2 separate regions of the Mus musculus genome follow, and region 1 is linked to region 2. Evidence: chromatin contacts called from public HiChIP or PLAC-seq data. All regions are on one chromosome and are shown on one strand. The core of a region is the stretch at or near the end of the contact, and the rest is flanking DNA. Distances in the headings are between cores, read along the strand shown. Region 1 holds the start of Nrk (Nik related kinase). Region 2 overlaps Il1rapl2 (interleukin 1 receptor accessory protein-like 2).

Region 1 (7,633 bases), core at 1,251-3,750, 180 kb before region 2:
AACAAAACAAAAACCCTCCTATGCCCCAGTGACTGCAGAGACCATGTCTTTAAATCTCTAAGCATGCTGCTCTCCAGCTATATTTATTTTCTTGGAATTTGAATCTGGGAAAGGGGAGAATTACCAATCATTTGCTCAGATAGTACATAAAAACGGATCTATTATAAAATTCTGAAATAAAGAATTTTCTTAAACTGGACCTTTCATGATGATTTAAAAATGAGGGAAAAGACCATTGGCACCCATGGTTCTTGTGTCTTTTCCATATGTCTCAACTTTAGAAGTCAATCTCATCTTGCTCTTTGGGAACCACCGCCACCCTCCACCAATCTGGAGAACACTAATATTCTACTGAGCTGTAATATAAAGATCATGCTTATCTCATGGACATGCCTCAGATCAGAATATCCCAAAGCCAGGGCCATGTCAGCTAATCCAGGGAATTTAGTCCATTCTTTGGGCTAAACACACCTTTCCCTTTTCCCTTTGTTGTTCTTTAGGGGTTTGAAATTCCCCATGCTATCATTTCTATAAGGTCTTTTAAATCCCTCAACTTCGTCATTTTTTTAGAAAGCAGCAGTTGATTTCAGTGCGTCCACGTGTGCTTTCACCACGCCCCGCCCTTCCCCCAGAGCAGGCTGAGGAGGGGACGAGCTCACTCATTGGCCTTACAGTCTCAAATCAATCTTAATCTGAATGGGAAAAGTCCTGCTCTGGTGGAAGGGAATCCAATTGAAGTCTCCATAGTCCAGAAATCTCGTCCATACATCCTGGAAAAGAAGTGATTTCAGGAGTATCTGGGAAGAAAAAAAGTTTAATTTTTAAAAATGCTTTGGCCTTATTTTCTGAAGTTGCAATAACTGTAATTTTAATACTTGCTATTCAACAGTTTTGTATTGAAGTGTGTTCTTTTAATGACTGATAACAGTTTGCTAGAATATTAGCCATGTCCATCACCTCCCCACACCACATACCATTCTAATGTAAAATATAAAGGGAGGCTTTGGGACTGTCCCGCATTTAGGGAGGCAAGTATCTGCCATCATTAACAACACATATCTTTAAATGCCAAACATACACAAAATTAATTAAGGCAAGATGACTTTGAATAGTCCTATAACCTCAAGGTTAATATTTAGCTTTTCTCAAGGCGAGGAGGCCACTGCCCTGACTACACACATGCTTGGCGATCATTCCAGCCCAGTGCCTGCTCATTTCTCCTTTGGAGAATCCAGGGGCCCTTTGCATTCAAGAGAGGGTGCAAGTGAAATGCCAATCTAAAAAGGGAACTTGAAAAATGAATTTGGGTGGGATCCAGTATCAGCGAGAAACCAGATGCCGTTGAAATACACGGTGTTGCTACAATAGTATGTCTGCTGTTTATGATGGCTTTAGAAGCCCACCAATCAATTTCAACCGGGCACTGAAAAAGAAGACCCCACAAATGATAACTATGACCAAAGTTATATTTCATTATCTAAGAGAGATGATACACTTTTAAAAATTAATAGGCATGTACAGAATTCCGTTCCTTTCTGAGAGGCGTCGAGTTCTTTTCACTCCAGCAGTACTTACTCCAGAACCTTCTCCTGGTGAGAATAAAGTTTTAGAAACTATTACAAAGTAAGAGCCGCGTGATGCCTATGCTTCTATTTTGTGTGTGTGTGTGTGTGCTCATTATTTTTTTTTTACGGTAGGGGTGGGGGTGGGGTGGGGGCTCCGCCCATAGGTAGAGATCTCTGCTGGCAAAAAGAAGGAAAGTGGGGTGGTCCGCCACTTGTCCTTTCCCGGAATGCTTCTATTACAGGTACCCATGCGCTAGACAGCTGTTAGACAAAGCGGGCTCTATATAGAAAAGGCCCCACCCTTTTTTAGGACCCACTTCTTTCTCCCCAATCTCACCCCCCCCCATCCCCCATTCCTTTGCGTTTTGTGGCCTTCACCTCAGTCGGGAGCTCAGGGATGGTGATTCTGCACGGCAGCTTCCCTGGCCCATCCTAAGCCACAGCCCGTCGAAGTCCTGGCCTAGGCTACTCGAGGGTGTGGGCTCTCTTCCCCGGGCTTTCAAAGCCACAGAAAGAAGTTCACAAGGGGGACGATGTCCCGGAGTCCTTTACTTACCGGCAACTGGCCAAGATCTGTCACCTCCTTGTCCCTCCAACTCCCAGGTCCTGCCATGGCTTCGAGAAGAACCAAGCGGGAGACCGCGTCCAGCAGGCGCGCTGGGACTGCGTCTGAGGTGAAGGAGGAAGAGTTTTGGGGGTCCCGGGAAGGGAGGATGGGATGGGAGAGAGGAATGGGAAGGTGGGTTTGTGGTTCGGGAGAGGAGAGGGAAGTGGAGAGGAAAAGAGCCGAGAGCCGAGCGGGAGGAGGAAGAGGGAAGCTGGAGTTTTTCGGGAGGCGGGAAAGTAAGTTTGGCTAAGGGAAGGAGAAGAGAGCTCTAGCGTCCGTCCGTCCGAGAGACGAAGAAGCCAGAAGGGTGCTCCGCGGCGAGAGCGCAGAGCGGCCGGGGCAGGGTGCGCCTTTCAGGGTGAGGAGGGGGGCGGTGCAAGGCGAAGGGGCCCGGAGGAGCTCGAAGGGGATTGGTGGAGCGTCACGTCGCCAGGTGGGCAGCCGCGCAGCAGGGAGGAGAGCCAGGGGGCCCCGGGGCAGAGGGAGTCTCTAACGGTCTTCAGGCCAGCCTCTAGCCGCCCGCACCCCGCCCCCGGGTCCTGGGCTGAGCCCGCAGCCCGCGCCCCCGCCCCCGCCGGCCACTGTTCCACAGGAAACTTTTTTGCTAGGCAGCTGCCAGCCCCGGAAAACCGGTCCCGCTCTGCGCCGCTCCCAGCCTGGGCCCCACGGCTCTGCCACAGTCCAAACAACCCGCACCGTCATCCCACCCACCCACCCACCCCCATCCCCCACCCCTCAAGAAACACTGTAACTTTCCTAGTGATCTGCGTTCTCTTTCTCAGCCCCTGTCACGTAATTGCCCCATTGATTGCAGAAGAAGGAAAATCAGAGAAGCGAGTGAAATGATTTTTTTACCCACGGGGTTAGGGAACAGACCTGGGTATGCTCCTAACACAAACGGTAAAACCGAGACCCCAGGGCGCCTTAAGTCCCACCTTCCCAGCTGTTGGTAGCTGGGGACCTGGTAAAGGGGACAAAGTTCCTTGGATCCCCTGGAGACATCTGCTGCTCTCCTCTAGCCCAGGGGCTGTTTGGTGACTGGCGGAGGCTGCTATTTTGGAGCCATACCTGTGAACAGGTGTCTAGGGCAAAGAGACACAGGCTCCCTGTCAGCTGCCCAAGCTGTCCCCACCCTAAGTTTGCTGGCTTGGAGCTCGCAGTGAGCTCAGAAAGTTTCTGCCTGATTTCCAGTCTCCAGCGTTCCAGTTCGGTTTCATTCATTCACTCATTCATTGTAAAACTTTTAAGGGCTCCGGAGCTGTGCGCCCCCGTTCCCCCACAAAGCGCAAGGAGGCTGTCTACAGTGATTTAGCCTTAAGTAAGTTGCCTCTTGAAACATTTACTGAAAAGGGGAGCCAACACATAAAACTAACCACATTCTAAGCTCTTGTGCGTTACAAAGAACACTTTAGAAGCCGTCCTGAAGCTGCCTACATTTCCCGGAGCTAGCTTAACTGTGCTTCGCTTACCCGAACTCCAGGTCGGGAATGCTAGTAGGAATTTGTTTCCTGTTTCTTTTTTTAATGAACAAATTTTGTTACCCATCCTAAGAAGATTTATACGAATAATTCCTCCCAGTGGCCTTTGGTCATTTTTGACCTAGCTTTCTAACTTTTGTAATTATTCTTCTTATATATTAGTGGGTTGTGTTTATTTTGTGTCTGTTTCAACGGTGGAGTTTGACTTCTTTCCGATCCTTTATCTCGGAGGCTCAGTGAACTCTGGAATGGCTACAGTTTGTCCAAGGAACTCGGTTTCGCTCCTTAAAGATTCTCTGTTAACAGTTACAGGATAAACCAACCACCAGCTTCTCCCCCCAAAAACAAGCCTGGTTTTTCTGAATCTAATCTTCTTCTTAAACCAAATGTTATTTCTACCACTGCAGAAATTAAACTTTCAAAGACCTAAAATCTTGACAACTCTACCATACAAAAAACGTTGTCTTTAAAACAATTTAAGATTTCCTGAATGATCAGTAAATTGCTTCTGTGTCTGATGAAGTGGAAATTGGAAATTTAACATTTCATAACTTAAAAAAAAGATATGACTAGTTTATAGAAAATTACAATGTTGTGTGTATGGCTTGTTTTAAGGAATCAGGGCAAAGAAATCAAGAAATACAGTTACAGAAACTCTGAAGATTACTGGGAGAGAATCTTTCTTTGTTAAGGGGGAAACAAGTTCCCCACCTTGACATTTTTACCTACATTGTTGTCTGCAGGGGCGCAGGGGAAATGCCCCAGGCTGAAAGCAAATCCAGACCAAGCAAGAGAATCCAGTTGCATACTGGAAAGCTACTGGGGCTTCTTGACTCCATGGGACTAGTTAATGTGTCTAGAAAGGACTCATGTGGAGTGGCAAGGACAACCTAGATGTTTAACCAGAACTCCACGGAGAAACCTATCCTTGGTTTTGTTTTTTTTGTTTTTTGTTTTTTTTTTAAGTTAAAATGTTCAATGAAAACAAGAAGTCAGGGATGAATGTGGGCATTTTAAGATGGGCATTAGGGGGATTTTGGAGGCTGACATGGAGAAAGGCAGCCTGTCTACTGCATCAGCAAGTAAACAGATAGCAGCCGAACAGGAGGCTCAGCTCACACCACAATCTTGAGACAGAGCACCTGTTTTCCAACTTCAGCACTTCTAGTCCCCTCACCCCACAATCAGCAGTTTCTCTATCCCCTTCCCACGTGTTTCTCCACCCTCTCTCTCCTTCATTCCCTTCCCCCTTGACCTCAACCTCCATAAAAGTAATCCTACTTTGTCCAGAGTCCAGGAATTTGTCAGATTGTGTTTTACCCAGAAATCCTCTCCTGCCTACATTCTAGGTCCCATGTCTTTCATACTCACGTCCTTCGATCTCTGTTTTCCTAAGACCCTTGGCCCTTTTAAACCTTTAGTTGTTGATTTATTTCGATAACTAAATTTTTAATGAATGTCCTTAACTTTACCAACATGTTCCTAATTAATTCATTTAGAATCTTCGTACTATGTTTAGGTAAATTGAGGCAGAGACAGAAGAATCGACTTGTTTATAACCTCACAGGTAGTAAGTAATTAGAGGGTCCTGGTTTCCAACTCTGGTAGCTTGCCTCCAGAGACCTCTGGTCAATGACTGTGGAGGGCCTGGGGCATATTTTAAGACTGTGTGAAGGGGAGCCAGATTCAAAACAGCCCAAGAGTACGTGAGATCTGAAGAGAGTCGTTGTGCCCCTGGGCTCTCCAGTTCCCCCTTCCTCCTTTGTGTCCTCAAGCCCTTTGAACAGAAATATCTTGAGCTGTGTTTTAAAAAAAATGGAACCTAGTCACTGCGTCAGCAAAGCCAATGACTTATCTGGGCAAAAGAACACCAGGAAGAATACCTAATAAGGAGATTTTATGAATTTGAAGCTCAAGATGTGCTCAGAAAAGTCACAAACAGCCTTCTAGGCCCTAAAAAAACCCTCCATTAGAAGATTTGCATTGCCAGTCACCCTGGATGGGGCTGGCTCCTGAAGCACTACCCCTAGGCAAGGAGCTATTAGCAGCTGCTGACAGCTGGGAGGAGCTGAGCCACTTTTCTTCCTGAGTAAGGCTCCTGGTAGATTGTCCAAGTGGAGGTTCTACACTCAGGCACTCATGGTCGGTACTAATTGGACTCACGGAGTTACTAAGAAATGAGTATATGAGATTGAGAGGGAGACATAGTGGGAGTGGTCTTAGTGGAGTTGAAGAAGAGAATCCGTGTGGTAAAGATACATTGTCCTCATTGATGAACTTCTCAAAGAATAAATAAAAAAAAAATATTTTAAAGGGCCATTAACATGTCTCCCAGAAAGTTCTTTGGCTGAGAATAAACTTTATTCAGGGAGGACCTGAGGGAGGCTGTGTTTATGAGAAACACCTTAGCAGACGTGTCACCCTAAATGACAAGGTATTGGCTCAGTTGAAAAAAAAAGTGTAAAAATTACATTGAGGGTGAGTATGAGCCTCCATGGGGCCCAGTGTACATCTTGATTCTCTCAGGTCTTTATGATATCTCCTTTCTGACCAGTCACTGTGAATTTTAAGAGAGAATCAAATTCTAAGTCAGATATGGTATCTTTGTAAAAGGAACTACAACCATTTTTTTTTCATAGACTTGGCTAATGACAATAGAGTACAGAATACTCAGGATACAATCCACAGAACTCAAGAAGGCTAACAAGCTGAAGGGCCCAAGTGAGGAATCTTCAGTCCCACTTAGGAGGGAGAAGAAAGCAATCATGGGTCGGGGGGGGGGGCACAGATGGAGGGAGGGATCTGGGTGGGGAAGGGGATATGGAGGTAAAAGGGGAACATGGTCAGGTGTTGGGGTGTGGAAACAGGAGTGAAGCCCTGAGGGCCAGCAGAATGAATGAAAACAGGCAACTTTGGGAGGTAGGAGTTGAGGTGACCCTCTAGAATGCACCAGAGACCTGGGAGGTGAGAGACTCTCAGGAATCAAAGGGAGAGACCTTAGATGAAATGCCCTACAGTGGGGAGAGGGAACTTGTGGAGCCCACCTCCAGCAGAAAGAGAGGACATCAAGTGAGGGATGGAGTTTGTCATAGTTTGACTATGCTTGGCCCAGGGAGTGGCAGTATTTGGAGGTGTTACCTTGTTGGAATTGGTGTGTGGGCATGGGCTTTAAGACCCTCATTTTAGTTGCCTGGAAGTCAATATTGTGCTAGGAGCCTACAGATGAAGATGTAGATCTCTTAGCTCCTCCTGTACCATGCCTGCCTGGATGCTGCCATGCTCCCACCTTGATGACAATAGACTGAACCTCTGAACCTGTAAGCCAGCCCCAGTTAAATGTTGTCTTTATAAGAATTGCCTTGGTCCTCATAGGAGGAACAACGATATGAACCAATCAGTATCCCCGGAGCTCCCAGGGACTAAACCACCAACCAAAGAGCACAACAAGGGACTCATGGCTCCAGTCTCATATGTAGCAGAGGATGTGCTTAAAGATATCAATGTGAGGAGAAGCCCTTGGTCTTGTGAAGGTTTGATGCCCCAGTGTAGAGAAATCCCAGGACAGGGGAGTAGGAGTGGGTGGGTTGGTGAGCAGGGGGAGAGGGATGGAAAGGGAGGTTTTTGGAGGGGAAACGGGAAAAGGGATAACATTTGAAATGCAAATAAAGAAAATATTTAATAAAAAAATAGGATTTGAAAAAAAAAAAAAAAAGAGTTGCCTTGGTCGTGATGTCTGTTCACTGCAATAAAACCCTAACTAAGACAGGGTTGCCATCCCATAGTCAAAAACTCTGACCCAGAATTGTTCCTGTCTAAAAAAACTGAAGGGACAAAAGAGAGAGAGAGAGACAGACAGAGAGAGAGAGAGAGAGAGAGAGAGAGAGAGAGAGACAGAGAGACAGAGAGACAGAGAGACAGAGAGAGACAGAGAGGAGTCTGAGGTAAAGGAGGTCCAGTGACAGGTCCAACTTGGGATCCAGCTC
Region 2 (7,149 bases), core at 1,383-3,882:
ATTTTCTCATATTTTATGATGTGTCTAAATTCTATAAGAGTAATTAGCTATTAAGTTGGTATGAAACATGCAATGTGCTAAGTGCTATGTAAAGGCTGCACACTATCTCAAGTCTTTGCAGGAAATGAAGCAAAATTGAAAAGTAATAAGGTTAATAGAAAAGGAAGAGAAACATTTGTGCGTGGAGGGTGGGCTGGGAGGCAGAGCTAAGATTTCTAATAATCTAAGAAGGTAACAAACAAACACCAAACCAAAAAAAATCACATAGTATACTTCCATAACTAGAAATAGCTGAGAAGTTGAAATTGAAATTTCATTAAGGGAAGTAGAATACAAAATGTGCTTTGTAAGATGAATACCTTAGGGGACATACAGATACAGATTTAATAGAATCACAGAGCAATGAACAGTCTTGAAATATCATGTGTCCTTTCCCCTGATCGTCATGCAAAATTTTGCCTCAGCCATCTCAGCCATGAATCTCTCCTGTTTGAAACCCAAATGTAAAACATCCCAGAGGTAATTTCACAACATCTGAAGTAATGTAGTTTGAAGCTTGACAGCCTTCACTGCCAGTAAATTCTTCTTAAACTTTCTTTTGCTATATTGTCATTTCCTGTGTCTCCACCCTCCTCTGCAGATGGGGAGCATCTGGTCCTAATGATTGTCCTTCAGGTCCTTGAAGATCATTACTAAGTCACCTCTTAGCCAGCTCTTCTATGGATGGAACAGTCTCAATTCCCCTTGGTTCCTTTCTTCAACTTATTTTCCTGTTGTTTATCAGCTATATTCTGGGATCACTTCCTAGTATGAAAATCACTCTTGCTGTCTTTCATGCCAAACAGACACACAATTAAAGATGCAATTAACAAAAGAGGGGTGGGAGATAGAGGAGAGAGAGCTCTAGAGAGAGCACAAGTGAGAGAGCAGGAGAGAGTGAGAGAGCAAGAGAGCAAGGAGAGAGAGAGAGAGAGAGAGAGAGAGAGAGAGAGAGAGAGAGAGAGAGAACAGATATCTGCCTGAGTTCTTCAGGCCAAGAAAGAATATTTTTGAAAGCTTAGCCTTTTTTTTTTCCTCTTGATGATAAATACCAGTGGAGATTCTCGCTTAACCTAAAATGCAGCCTTTCTCTAAGGAACTGAGCAATGTCGAAGAATTATTTCTGGTATAGGCAGAGATCAGTCTTTCCATCCTTGGCTTTCATGGTTAAATTGTGTAGTGACTTAAAGAGAAAAGTTACTCAAAATACCATGGGCATAGGAACATTTTGCTGACTTACAGGGCCCACAAAGGTTATTTTCTTGAACTCTGAACTCAACTTCCCGAGTTCTTTAGTTTAGATAAAACAAAAGATAGAGGGAAATGCCCCAGACTTTCAAGTTATTAAGTAACACATTCCAATACCTCAAGGACAAAGACTGTCCTGAGGTTAAGAAAGTCATGATCAGTCTTAGAAATATTTGATCTGGTAAATATTGTGAGTTGTGATCTGCACTCACAAGCCCACAATTTAGAAGGAAGATTTATTTATTGCTTCTAAGACAACCCTTTCCTATAATTGTATATTGGACCCTTTAGCAATAATTATTGGTAAACATCTTTTCACTTACAACCTGGGTGGTTACTAAAATTTATACCTGAGTAACATACTACTTTCAATCCAGGAGAGCATTTTGAACTTCATTCTACTTTATGGGCCCTGGTAATTTTGTGGCTTCTTAACATGGACCAGGAACTATGAAAGCGAGCTGTTTATAAAAGAGGTTGGCCCAACTAGGTACTTAAAAAAATAAGTTGCTTTGAAAAAGGTGATTAATCCCAGCAATAGAAACCCAAACAATACAAGGGGGCATGTGGCATGTTGGCAGAGGGAACATTGGACGGGATGGAGAAAGGAAAGAGAAGTGGTAAAGTCGGCTAAGTGTCCTATTCTAGCTAGAATGACACCATTATCTAGGGAAGTAGATTTCTTTCTTTCTCAAAGCCTGCCTTATCAGGGACACTGCTCTTCTGAAACCATGCTGCAAATGTGTCTTGGCCGCCTCTTCCCCCTACTCCCCAGTTTTATTTTAATTTTACTTTACAAATGAGTACATGAATATCTGTGGTTCTATGTACAGAGTTGCACACATATGGGGGTGCATGTAGAGGCTCGAGGTCAACCTCAGGTGTCTTCTTTGAATTTTGAGAGAGTCTCTCCTTGGCCTGAGACCTGTCAATTTGGCTAACTTAACTGGCCAGTGAACTCCAGTTATTAGCTTATCCATTGTGAATAAGGGATTGCAAATATGTGACCAAATCCTATTTTTTTGTGTAGATTCTATGAGTCAAACTTAGATTTCTAAGTCCAGTGCAGCAAACATTTTACCTAAGGAACCATCTTCTTTGTCCCTAGTCCACTCCCTTTCCTTTCCTTTCCTTTCCTTTCCTTTCCTTTCCTTTCCTTTCCTTTCCTTTCCTTTCCTTTCCTTTCCTTTCCTTTCCTTTCCTTTTTTAAAAGATGGAGTCCTGAAGACACGTCAGACACCTTTTCCCCTGTTCCCTGGGAGGACTGTTACGCCCTGTCCCTTAAGGGCTTCATTCCTCTTGCTGCGTACGTGTATTCAGTCCCAATCCTTGTAAGGAAGTTCAGAGACCACATAGAGAAAGAAATGCACTGAGGTGGCCTGCATGATCTTCTGGAGTCACAGATAAGTGGCCTGCTCCTTGAACTCTTTCCTGTTTACCCTCAGGTTAAATCCCTGTACTTTGTAACTGTGGTTTCAGACAAACAATTCCAGGTGAGAGACTCATATCCTGAGTGAATAGTTTTGAGTTCCTTAAGCAAGAGGTTAAAGGTAACCTTGTTGTGAAAATCCCCTTTTCTGACAGTTTTACTTATTTAAAAAAAAAAAATCTCGAATGAGAAAACAGGCAAATCTAAGAGCTAAGAGTGGTTTGGTACCCCTTAATGCATATTCAATATAAACCTCATGTATGAACTACTTGGGAAAAGATACACTGATGCGTTAGTCTAAAAGGATCCGTATCAAGCTTGACATTGCTTGATGATTTTCTTAATCCAGTGCTGCCCATAGGCTGACTGGGGTCCCTGAGTGAGCACTAGAAATTTGGGTTCAATGGCAGTGGGAAGTTTTCGCTGTTGCTTTCCCTGACACCTTCAGTACCTTAGTGAAAAAGTCTCCACACTCAGGCTTCACAGGCCACATGAGCTCGGTGGCCAGCTCATCATTGTCTTTTGCCAAAGGAAGTATCACAGTTTTTGTTTTGTTGCCTTGGAAAATGGAAAACACTACTGTAGCTCTGGGCCAAGTAAGTTGAACACCTAACAGCTTCCCTTTAGTACCAAATTCTTCAATGTCTGTCGTAGAGACATGGTCCTCAGAGACTTCAAATTCACCGTCTCCTTTTACTCTTTTGGCAGAAGACTGTGCTCTGCAGATTCCCTGCTGTATCCCAGACCTGATGAAGAAGAGTACAGTTAAAAAGCCAAGGCTCCCAATCTGATGATAATTTGCATTTCAGAAATGTACTTTCTTTTCTTTTTACATCTCCATATCTTTGCTTTTATTTTTTGTTTGCTTCAAAAAATTCTGTTTAAAAAATTTCTTACATTTCTTTTTCCATTTAAGGTCTGTTTTTGTACCAGCCTCAGACCACCTGAATAAAGCAAGTGGTATATGTTCATAGCATATTAAGCCACAGTTGTTTCCAGGGGCTCAGAGTTATGCCCTGAAACTTTTCCATTGTTCATCATTTCTGCCAGTACAGAACAACTATGAGCAGTAGAAACAGTGCTGATTGTTCTTTGCAGCTTACGTTTTTTTATTAATAAAAATGTCATCTCATTCATTTTCAAACCTTCTTCATAAGCTCTACCATTCCTGGAAGGTTGTTTTTGCATTGATGTGTATAAAAATATCAAGTATTTAACACACCAAACATATTTTGCCTGTATTAGCACAATATGAAGTAGAATTACAAACTCCATTATATCCATGTAACACAAATCTCAGGGAATTTCTTACACTCAAACTGTTTGATTTGTTTTGTTTCTAGGGATACTGAATCTCCATGCTGTCTATCACGTGTATCTTGCAATCAAGGAATATTGACAAGTCAGATAGTAGAGTTATGGAGTGTGTTGGTGAAATCCTTTAAGAGGCAGATGCTATGCCAGGACAATACATATAAGAAACGTACTAAGAACTTGAGGAATAGAGACAAAATGTAAGAGAGACAACTGATTGTGATGCAGTTGCAATTTTAATGTGAAGGGGGTGGGGGAAGGAGGTTATTTTATCAGTCTGAAGGCATAGAGAAATTTTAAGAATGTCAGGGTAAAGTCAGTGGGGAATTCTGCAATAAGAAAGACATCAAAGTTGCCCTGTATTTTGCAGGGATGCGATGTTCTAGTGTCCCTGCCATGATCAGTTATTATCTCAGGTCAACCTGTAAGAAATGTAGGTCTCAGTGTTAGAAAGATTCAGAGCACAGCAGATGGAATTCTCAGTTATGTTCCTCGTAGTAGAACAAAAAGCCAGAGTTTCATTGTTGCTATGGTGCTTCAGGGTGAGCTCCATCCAAAACTTAATGGATTCCATTAGTCTAATTAGGAAATTCCATTTAACCATACCATTCTAACAGATATATACACTCTTTTAAGTATTTATATTTCTTAGCACATTTTTAGGCACAAAATAGATATTCAGTGATTGACATTAATTCCATCATGTCTTAGCCAGCATTAATCTGCCTTCTTGCAAAGTAATTACAAATGATATGATGAAACTTTGCAAAGATGAGATGATAATATTCTTAAATGGTAGCCCTAAAATTCACAGTTAACAAATAGAGCTAGTTTTCTGTCACTAAGAACAAGATCATGTAAGGACAAGTAAGGTAGTTTGGTCAATAAAAATGCTTGTCTTGCAAGTCTTGCGCTTTGAGTTTGATTCCCAGAACCCACAGTGGAAGAAGAGGACATACTCCTCAAATATTTCCTCTGACATCCATATGCCATGGCATATGTGTGACCATAGTTATCCTATCATACACAGATGATAAGAAAATCCATTAATTTTTAAAATAATAAGAGCAGTTACTATAATCCTTTGGCTTTTCAAACCCAGTTCCTTTTTAAAAGAAAATCCTGAGTATTTGAATAACAGGACAAAGCCATGCAAAATCATTGTTGTATCAAAATACGTAAGCCCAAATAAACACCCCTGTGTAGACATACTTGGCCTAACATGCATGCTTGTCCATTAGCTTCCATTTTCTGATATTCAGACATACCTTCACTAAAGAGTACAAAGTGCAGCTGTGACCACACAGTAAAGCATGCTTGAACACTTAATGAACCATTATAACAAGGAGAACTAATGGAAGCTCCTGGATCCTCACTGGGGAAACAGGCCCATGGTATTGGTGGGGAAGGCCAAGAAAATGAGAGCCACGGAGAAGGGTGGACAAGTTAACAGGGGGAAGGAAAGTTAGGGAACATAGTCAAGAGAGAAGAGATGAAGCAAAGGCTTTATTGCATATGACAGTACTTGTCTAACTGTGAGCAGGGATGTGGGAGTAGATGAAGAGCACAGATTAGCCATGCAAGTGACTGCAGGCAGAAGACCTCACTGATTGTGACAACCAACTAGACACTAAGTACAATTATAGGTACCATGTGTTGAATACTCAATACATGTCAGGCAATGTGGAGAGTAATTTATTGCTGTTACTTAAAACAAATCTCCTAATAAAGCCTGTGAAGTAGCCACTGATACAACCCATTTCTAGACAAAATAACTTAATGAAGGTCACAGAACTAGTACATGTCACAACTCAAATGGGAAACTGGTTCCATCAGGTACATTTACTCTATGATTTTCCTCCTTTTCGTGTAAAGATTATTCAAATAGATAATTTGCATATATCTCCTAGGGACATTTTATTTTAGCTTTGAGACTTTTGAGTCTGTAGCAAAGGTTACAGATGTTCCCTGCTCTCAACCACTACAGATGTTACTATCTGAGTGAAGGAAGTACAACAAACCCCTAAACCAAACATACGATCAAAAGCAATCCAGAACTCCAAAAAAAGCATCCTTGAAGTGAATCATGACATCAGCTTGGAGACTAGGCTGGATACATTCCTCAGACAAATCTTCTACCAATGTAGCTACCCTAACAAACAAAAGCGAAGCCTGAAGGAACTGTGGCATACTTGGGTATTTAAGACAGAAGATTGCTTCTGTGTCAGAAGATTAAATGATACATGATTTGCTGAATGAGTGCATGGAAAAGGACCATTCCAAGCTAAGACATCAGGGCTGAGAACTTGAGGTTTTGTTCGTTTGTTTGTTTACTTTTTGTATGTTTGTTTAAAAGCTTATTTAAATACAAGTTTGTGGTGGTTTGAAGATGTTTGGCCCAAGGAATGGTGTTATTAGGAGGCGTGGCCTTGTTGGAGGAAGTGTATCACTGTGGGGCTGGGCTTTGAGACCTTTTTCCTAGCCAAGTGGCAGCCAGTCTTGTTTGCCTTCAGAACAAGATGTAGAACTCTCAGCTCCTCCAGTGTCATGCCTACCTGGACCCTGCTGCCGTGCTCCCTTTCATGATGAGAATGGACTGAACAGCATACAGAACCTGCAAGCCAACCCCAATTAAATATTCTGCTTTATAAGAGTTGCCTTGGTCAATAGATCTCTTTAAAGCAATGGAAGCCCTAACGAATACAAAGTTATTATGCCATGAAACAAAACTCTCACAGTTTTGAGTCCAATGTGTCATCATCAGAAATATCACCAATTGTTGGGACCAAATAACTCGCACATAATAACACCCTCTTGAGTAGTGTCAGCCAGGATACCAAAGGCTGACTGACCATGAAAAGTGGCAGGTGGACAGCAATGACAAGGATCTTGCCCAGCTGCTGACACTGTAATACTTAGTCCAGGTGTGAGAGGTTTTTTTTATGAGTCAGGGAAGTTTGAATCCTGACACTGTCAGCTTGACAGCTTGAGTGTATTCATGTCTGTCTGTCTGTCTGTCTGTCTGTCTGTCTATCCAAGCAAAAACTAAAGATGCATATTTGACCTGTTTTGAACCAATCTGTGTTATTGTTTGAGTTCCCTCCCGAGTTCCACTAATA

Evidence for each region. HiChIP or PLAC-seq counts read pairs in DNA pulled down with a chosen protein or histone mark.
Region 1: an H3K27ac HiChIP or PLAC-seq map of trophoblast stem cells shows a contact between it and region 2, with 5 times the contacts expected there. The contact joins the promoter of Nrk here to the enhancer-like site in region 2. A contact is called at or near these places in 2 of 39 promoter capture datasets (liver and stem cell-derived epiblast-like cells), 2 of 484 Hi-C or Micro-C datasets (embryonic stem cells and myocytes) and 3 of 115 datasets of contacts at active chromatin or transcription factors (embryonic stem cells, extraembryonic endoderm stem cells and trophoblast stem cells).

Annotation. Positions count from the first base shown.
Region 1 is chrX:138,909,297-138,916,929 of GRCm38.p6, reverse strand. Nrk (Nik related kinase) reads right to left here and starts at 2,500. Exons shown (of 28, transcript NM_013724.2): 1 at 2,122-2,500. The coding sequence starts at 2,178.
Region 2 is chrX:138,731,579-138,738,727 of GRCm38.p6, reverse strand. The region is part of intron 6 of Il1rapl2 (interleukin 1 receptor accessory protein-like 2); the gene reads right to left. Among named protein-coding and RNA genes, the nearest start is that of Nrk, 180 kb to the left of the region's middle. Within about 2 kb of position 2,632, at least 5 of the 459 cell types and tissues checked have an H3K27ac peak or open chromatin away from gene starts, as enhancers often do. A contact at or near this core is called in trophoblast stem cells, where this site is marked.